2 separate regions of the Gossypium hirsutum genome follow, and region 2 is linked to region 1. Evidence: chromatin contacts called from public Hi-C data. All regions are on one chromosome and are shown on one strand. The core of a region is the stretch at or near the end of the contact, and the rest is flanking DNA. Distances in the headings are between cores, read along the strand shown. Region 1 holds the start of LOC107962429 (serine/threonine-protein phosphatase 2A activator). Region 2 holds the start of LOC121230347 (multifunctional methyltransferase subunit TRM112 homolog A).

Evidence for each region. A called contact is a pair of places that touch in the nucleus more often than the background predicts.
Region 2: a contact with region 1 is called in a Hi-C map of leaf, with 2.2 times the contacts expected there. The contact joins the promoter of LOC121230347 here to the promoter of LOC107962429 in region 1. A contact is called at or near these places in 2 of 34 Hi-C or Micro-C datasets (both in leaf).

Annotation. Positions count from the first base shown.
Region 1 is chrA06:4,575,165-4,579,530 of Gossypium_hirsutum_v2.1, forward strand. It overlaps LOC107962429 (serine/threonine-protein phosphatase 2A activator), which reads right to left and starts at 2,368. Exons shown (of 2, transcript XM_016898818.2): 1 at 1,092-2,368. The coding sequence starts at 2,260.
Region 2 is chrA06:4,744,055-4,748,420 of Gossypium_hirsutum_v2.1, forward strand. LOC121230347 (multifunctional methyltransferase subunit TRM112 homolog A) reads left to right here and starts at 1,751. Exons shown (of 1, transcript XM_041114954.1): 1 at 1,751-2,566. The coding sequence starts at 1,975. The coding sequence ends at 2,349. LOC121230348 (a long non-coding RNA gene) reads right to left here and starts at 3,828. Exons shown (of 2, transcript XR_005928281.1): 1 at 3,579-3,828; 2 at 2,944-3,201.

The DNA of each region.
Region 1 (4,366 bases), core at 1,118-3,617:
AATTGAACAAAAAGATTGTGCAGAATCGAGTCTTCATCACCAATATCATATGGTAAAAATATGCTATATTATAGTGAGGAAATTTTAAGCTGATATGCTATTTATATGGGTGAGAGTAAGGTTTAGTTGTATCACGATCCCAATAGATGGCAGATTCTTTTCTGGCCTCTCAAAATAGTTCTACTAGGCATGTTAGAGTGCTCAGACAGCGATTCATACTACAGGTAACCGTTTATCATTTTCCTGAATACAGGGAATTTATTGGCTTTCAGAACCCAAGAGTAGATGATCTCTATACAGCATAAGTGCATCACGAGATGCATGACATTTAACATTCAACCATATGGCTTAATACATGATGTATATACAGAAAAAAAGAACGGTATGAATAAACAAGTGCATATTCCTGGATGAGGACAGAAATTTCTTTTACTAGAAGTGTTAAACATACAGTAAAATATTATTACTACAACAATCAAAGATTATCAGAATAATCCAAGCACAAAGTAATTTGTAATCAATTATCAAAATGAACCACGCTAGTTACTTTGTTTTTGTTCCATCATACCCCACAGAAACTAAAGAGGAAAGACTGATCATTGAGCAAATAGTATGTTATCAGTTAGCAACGGTATCAACTTGTGAACGGTTCTCTGAGGTGGTTCAAAATAGCTTAGCCATGTGGCCAGAATATTCACATTGCACAGACCCATACCAAGGCATGGTTTTTGCAAAACATGCAGCTAACAGTAATGCCATCTTTCAAAGTCACCAAAGATCGCATGACCTCTTTAATGTAACTTAGGTATCAACAAAGGCATATTAGACACACAGAGGGTGTTCTGAGGTGCCATTTCCGAGTAATGGCACCATACTCATGAACATGATAGCAGTCATCAATCATTACATAGCATTTGTAAATGAAGGGGCATTTTTTACTTAACATCAGGCCAGTACTAAAAAACAGAGAATCTTTAACTATGATACTATAAACAATGTCAAAGCTGGCACTGGTATGAATCTTGCATAAAAGGAACATGTCGCAAATTACTATTCTATAAATAAAACAATTAAACCCCCAAAAAACTTACCACTTAATGAGCCAGCCAAAGAGGAAGTGCTGCATAATAGGAACCTTTTCGAGCACCTCAGCTTTATACATTTTAAGCATCCCACTATTCACCTTCTTCCAATTAGGCACTGCACTGATATCATCCAACAGTGGCGAATGCTCTGCAAACGGACCCTTTTTCACCTTCTTTATAAACCCAATACACGAAAGATACATATACTCACTCGAAAAGTTATCCAAAATATCCTCATTGTGTATCGATTTCGGCTTCATATACTTATGATCAATCAACTGCGAACTCCCAAATATAAATGGCAAGAAATGATAATCATCTAAACCCCATACCCCGTGAGACCCCGCCGGCTCCAAGCAATAAACAAGCTGAAGCTTCCTCATTAAGTCTAAATATTTGACAAAAACCCTAGCCACCACTGCTTGGTAATCTTCTTCCTTGATTATTCCCATTCTGGCTAAGCAGTATAACCAGGCTGCGAAATTGGTTTCGTGTCCCGTTCCATAATCGATTCGGCTTGAGTTCCCAAAGCTGTCAGTGAAGTAAGGGACGATTTCAATAGTGGAGGATTTGAGATCCTCGGGGAGGAACTGTAGCATGAAGGATTTCGCGTTTTCGGTTAAGCGTTCGTGCCAGGTTCGATAAGAGATGTTACCGTAACGAGAGGATTGTTGAACGGGTGGGATCTGATCGACCCAGAGACTCAGGTTTTCGATGATAAAGACGATATTGGACACGGTGGCAGATTCATGGCAGGGATCGGAGATTTTACGGCCGCGGATAGATTCCGACAAGGCGACGATGAAACCCAGGAAGTTTTTAGAAGTAGGGGAGTCGTGGAATTTGCGGATATCATCAGGGGAAGTGATTTTTTTGGATGGGATTTGGAAATGGAAAGGAGGAGTAATGGTGGGGACTTCTTGGGATTGAGGGACAGGAGTTAGGATTATGGCTTGGGTGTTGTTTGGAGGGAGGTTTAAAGCGGGGGCTCGAATCGGTCGGTATGCAGGGGGAGAGGAAAGGTCAGGCCAGGAAGTTGGCGATTGGGACGGTGGGGCGTGGGTCGTGGCACCACCGCACTTGCAGCAAGTACCAGTGGTGGGGATGGAGGTGGATGAATGAGAGTGAGTGTGAGGGTGTTCGTCTCGAGGGGATTGCGGTGGCGGTGGTTCCATTGCGGCGGAGAAAACTGTGCGATGATCGTCAGATAATTACGCCTTTGGGGGTACACAAATCTTTGTTTCGAAATGAAAATGTATTGCTTGCGTGGCGATGGCGAGTTTTCTAGAGCAGAGGCGCGTGGATGATGTAGACATATTGGGCTCTTTTAGGTGGAGTGTTGGGCTTTGACAATGGAACCATTTATTATTTTCTGAGCCCAAAAATCAAGTGTTGGATATTTAATTGGGCTTCGTAGGTAAAATCATCCATGATTATGAGTGCTAATTTGGAAGATTTCAAGCCTAGTTAATAGGAAGGAGAGGCTGTTGACTGTTGAGACCAACAAAAATAAAATCTACGAAATTTTGCTGTTAATGATGAGTATGGAAGAACCCACGAAGGATGATAGTAATTTTATTCCTTCAAATAAAACAAAAAAGAAAAACTAAATAAAAAGGAGATTTCGTTAAACTAAAAATTAAAACCAAGATTTTGAAGAAAACTAAATTAAATTTTTTTAAAGAAAACGATGATTAAAAGTTGAGAGAAAAATCAATCTGATGAAGCTTCCTCTTAAAGTAAAATCTCTGTTTGATTCATTTGTTTAATCATTGGTACAAAGATAAGTTTCAATGTTCTTTAACAAATTGATTATAGTTATCGATGATTGCCTAGCAACCTAATCTCTTCTTATCTTCTCGATAACCAAGGCAATCACCATTAATTACTTCCCTTGTTGACAAATTAATCCTATAACGATCACTTACAATTTAATTTATCAATAGCATTAAGGGTGAAAAAGACTCCATTCTAACCAACAAACACACAATTAGGGTTCATTTAAGTTAGATCGCAGGCCTGTACTACACAAACAAGGATGTAGCTTGTCACAAATATTAGAAATCAATCAATTGACTAAATCTTTAATTGACAAAGCAATTGTTCTAAGTTATCAAATATTGGTCGAATATTTAACAAATCTGGAAACATTCAAATACTAAACAGTAGTGAAAGATTAAGGACAATTTAATCTCACAAACTTTTTAGAATCAAAACTTTTTAAAAACCCTTTAAAAAATAAAACTAAAAGTGGCTATATCTCCGTACACCGCCAAGTCTTAACTTAATAGTATCTATTTATTGTGAAAAAAATATAATGGAGAAAATACAAAAGTGCTATTAATTACATAAAGTAAAATTTTTCTAGGCTTTTTAATCATTTTCATGCCGAACTTCTTGACCATTTTTGGGTTTAATTCATAAATAAAGTTAGTTAGATACTTCAATTCTCTTCGAATTGATATATTATAGGCTTCAAACGGAGGTCTGTAACTTAACTTATGACCAGAATACTAAAGCTGCACTATATTGAAAGTTCAATATGCAAAAAACTTGCCAAAAATAAACTTCAAGCTCACATACATACATTGTTTACTCATCAAATTCTAAGAAATTTGTTGGGTACCACTAGAACGTAAAGACAAAGAGTCATAGAAGACTCTAGACAGTTGTACTCTCACAAGAGAGAGAAAAGAAAAATGGACCCTACCAAGTAAAGGTCGATGGTGTTGAGTGACCATAAACATCCTTTGAGCTACTTATGTTGGAAAAAAAAAACTTAATTTTTTAAAGAAAAAAAAATAAAGGGATGAGATAAAAAAATAAAGGAAAGAAATAAAAGAGAAAGGAAAAGGGCTAAGATTTAAGTGAGGATGAAAAGGAAATAAGAGGCAAGAAATGAAGAGAATAGAGAAAAGGGACATATTGTTCTAACCTGCCATTAGGTCACTTTATAACTTGCTTCAATCTTAAGGGAGATAAATTGTTATATCGGTTAAAAGTAACGCCTCAAGCCCAAAATAATCAATTAATCTTACAACCAAAGCCTCAACATGACTCTGAAAAAGATCAGACAGCAGGGCTAACAAAAAGATACATGCTAAGCACTGAAGTAAAGATGTGTCCAATTACTTGTAACACCCCAAAATACATAGGGTTAGAATTAATAAAATCATCAAGAAATGAGCCTTAACATTCAACCTCATATCCTGCCTTAGACTTGTCTCATTGTTTTAGCTCAATAAACTCGAGCCTGCGGGTCACCACATATCTAGTGCCCA
Region 2 (4,366 bases), core at 501-3,000, 170 kb after region 1:
AGTTCAAAGCAAGATTGTTGCAATCTTATGCTAATACTACTAAAGCAGAATAATCTTATATCCTGTGTTGCCGTTTACCAATACAATAGCATAGGAGATCCTTACGGACATTCATACTAGTTCAAAGCAAGATTGCTGCAATCTTATGCTAATACTACTAAAGCAGAATATCTTGTAAAAAAAAAGAAGTTCAAGCTTTAAAAAAAATTGTTAACTCTAATAAAGTTGAAGAACCTTTAAATAACTGGGAATTCAAACTTTTGAGATACTTTAAAAGTGAATTCAAGACTTAAGGGTATAATGCAGCCTGGCTATTTACTTTTAAATTAGCATTTTCCATATTCGATAAAAAATTTTTAAACTAGAGTTTCTTCTCATATGAATTCATTCTATTATTTGAATGGGGCTTTTTTTTAATCTTGTCTTGAATGTGTACTACATAATTGGGTGGCATACTACAAAAATCCTTGGGCTGTGATAACATAAGATTCAATCATTATGATGCTCAGCTAGATATTTATACATCTCCAAAGCTGCCCTTTTGTCTTTATAAGGCAGGAAAGTCGAGCTAATTTTTATAAAGACGATGACAACATAAGATCCAATCATCATGATGCTCAGCTAGATATCTGTACATCTCCAAAGCTACCATTTTGTCTTTGTAAGGCAGGAAAGTCGAGCTAATAAGCTATTGCAAACCAAAAATAAAAATTAGACTAGATCATATAACCGAGAATATGCTAAACATTGGAATTAAAAAGATGCAACATAGTCTAACCACATTTAAAGACTATCGTTAGAAAATATAAACAACCAGAGCCTAAAAGCAAAATTATTGAAAATATATAAAAAAAATTATTACTTTTTATTGTTAAGTCGTTATAACCAAAAACAAATAAACTATTTAACACCAAAGAGAAAAGAAATTTATTTTGTTAAGTACAAAAATCAAAAATTTCAAAAGAAGAGAAATATAATAGAGAATGTGATAGCTTGTTCATTTTGCATATTTTTCATGCTTAACTCGATTTGTTCTTAAATTAGTTCCTGGTAATTGGTGAATTTTGTGTTTAAATATTGACGGGGATGAAATTCGGGTGTTTTAAATTAAAGACAAGCAAAGAAAGGGTTAAATTAAAGCATGGGAAATAGAACAGGGACCGAATCATAAATTTGGGACATTTGAAGGACTGATCAGATTTTGACATTGTAAAAGCCAAAATTAGAAAAGAAATCTGAAATTAATTTATGTAGTTAGTGGTAGGTAGAACGAACCTAAAATTAGCATATAGTTTATGTATAAATAGGTGGTGTGGTACACTTGAAAAAACACACATTGATTTGCCTGGCAATTAAATAGAAATCAATTTATTTTTCTTTAAAAAAGCCTTCGGTCACCATTTCTTTTTTTATTCTTTTAACTCATTGAGTACCATAATATTTCATTGCATGGTGTATAGGAAATTAACTTGGGAAAAACATAATGGAAATGGAACTTTGGTGGTCAATAATGTCTGTTTCTGGGCAGGGTATATGGCCTACCCCAGCCAATGAGAGTAAGGGGACTAAAACGAAATTTGCCCATCTAGCTAAAGAAGTTTAGTCCTTTCTTACGTGGCTTCATCCCTGAACCCTTTCCATCACTTGAGTTAGGCCCAATTGTAGATTTAATAATATTTCTATTTAATTTAATACCAAAAAATGGTATATCTTGAGCTATGCCTAATTTCTAAGGTTGGGCTAACAAAGCCCAAATCAAAATTGGGCCAACAATTTACTATATTACCCCCAAAAATTGACCACACAAGGAGGATAGATTCGTCCTTTAAACGATACAAAACCCATCACAAGAGACAAGGAACTTTACAAAATCCCCAAGGAACAAGCTAAGCATAAACCAGCCTAGTGCTTTTTGTGCTTAATATAACGGCAAAGCCCGAAACGAAGAAAGCAAAGGGAAAACAGAGGAAAGAGATGAGGTTGCTAACTCACAACATGTTGTCGTCAAACATCAAGGGGGTAACCAAGGGCTTCCCTCTCAAGATTGAAGTGGAGAAAGTGGTGGAGAAGCAAGTCGAAATCAACCACGATTTCCTCAGGAATATATTTCCCAAGATCGATTGGAAAGCGTTTTCCGATGCTGCCAGAACTATGGGCTACGTCGAGCTTCCTGAGCAGGCACCTGATCCGTCGGTGCTAGAGTCGGACCTGGACTTCTTGACGAAGTTCCACCATGCCCTTTTGGAGCTTCATCTTGAGGAAGGTGCTCTTGTTTGTCCCGAGACTGGCAGGAAGTTTCCGGTTAATAAGGGAATCCCCAATATGCTTCTGCATGAAGATGAGGTTTAAGGGAATGGTGGTTGATACGGCTGCGCCACTGGGCCTCACCGGTTTTTAATTAGGGTTTATAGTCTTTCATTTTCTTTTTGTTTGTGTTGTTTTAATTATCATGTCACTGATTTTAATTTATTAAATAATGCATTTTAATGAATCAAAGTTGCGATGCATTTATCAGTATTCATAGAAAAGCTTCTGATCGAAATAATAATAATGCAATTTTAATTTATTATGATTAGTGTAAATCATTTCATTTAAATTATTAAATATAATTAAAAATATTAATTATTTTTATATTAAATTGTTATCGACAGTGATGAAATTTACAATTTTTTTTAGTTATTTTTAAATGAAAATATAAAAGGGTTAAAGCACAATTATGCTAGTGAATATTGAATTGAATTATAATTTATTATAATTGTTATTAAATATATATATATTGAAAAAGCTTTCATTAGGCAAGAGAAGTAGTTGAATGTAAAATTAGTATAATAAGAAAGTTATTTTATTTAAAAAATACAATGATAAATATGAATTGAATTAAGATAAAATGGTAAATTCTAATTTTAAAATGGAAATTTATAAATGTTGACGAGATAATCTATCAATTTTGAAGTGATAGATCTTTCAAATTTAATAAAATAGTTTTTAAATAAAATATTTGCATAGCCCAAATTATACCCGGGCTAAAAAGCCCAATATTTAAAAAACCAACAGCCCAAAACCCTTTAACACTAGCCCATAGCAATTAGAAAAAAATAAGAGAAGAAGACTAAAAAACCTAGCCACCGTCCCTATGCTTGACTGTCGGCTAACTACCCTGTCCCATCGCCCATACCGCCGCTGGCCACCGCCCACTTGCGCCTGCAAATTTAAAGGCAAAAATGTCAAGCCAATTAAAAACTACTTTGTAAATGGCTATATAAGCCTTGCAATGTTATGTATTTTTCTCTCTGGACAAAAAAAAAATAAAAAAGAGATTCAAAAAAAAAAAAAAAAAGATTCAAGAAAACAGGAGCAAAAAATATAGTGATTCCAATAATATCAAAGCGAGAGAATTGCATCGAATAAAATCCAATATCAGAAATCGAAAAATCAAGAAGCAAATACCTAAAGTGATTGTGTTTTCTTTTATTTTATCATTTTATTTTTATCTATTGATTTGCATGCATATTTATATTATAAATACATAAAAAAAATATAATACAAAAAAAAGCACAAAAAATAATAAAAAAATTTACCTTTTTCGATTTTCCTGCCACCGTGTGCGGTGGCCGGCTGTGACTGGCCGGAGTCCTCGCCGGAGCATGTACCTGCAGAGAAAAAAAAAGTGAAAGCTGAGTTTTTTTTAAAAAAAAGATGAGAAAGTGATTTTTTTAAAAAAAAAATTTGGCCTTAAATAGACCTCCAAAACAACGTCGTTTTGGGCAGGCCTTTTAAGCACCAAAACGACGTCGTTTTGAGCCTTAACCCATGGCCGACCCGCGACCCGACCTGCTCCAACTTCAGGATCCGCGTGTTTTCATTGGAGGGGCTATTTTCGCATTTAGTCCCTCCGCTTCTTTTATATTATGCAATCAAGTTTTTTAGTTTTTTTAAATTTGGACTCAAAATTTGTTGTGATTTATAATTGGGTCCCTCTGCTGCTATGCGTTTTAGGCCGAATGGATTTATTTCATTACTAGTCCCTGCACTATTTTTCGCACATGCAATTTAATCCCATTCCCTTTATTTCTTTTTAAATTGGTCCCAAAACTTCATTTTTAATTCAATTTTGTCCTTTTTTCACTTTTTCTCATTATTTTATTTTAATTTTAATATTATATATACTATTATATTTTATTACTATTATTATATTTATTATTTATTAGCATTAGTATTATTTTCACTTAATACTTATATGTATATATATTATATAGTATTATTAATAGTTTTTTATTATTATTATTTTTTTAACCTTATATTATGTATATATTCTTTTAATATATTAGGTATATTTTAAATTCTATATTATGTATATATATATTTT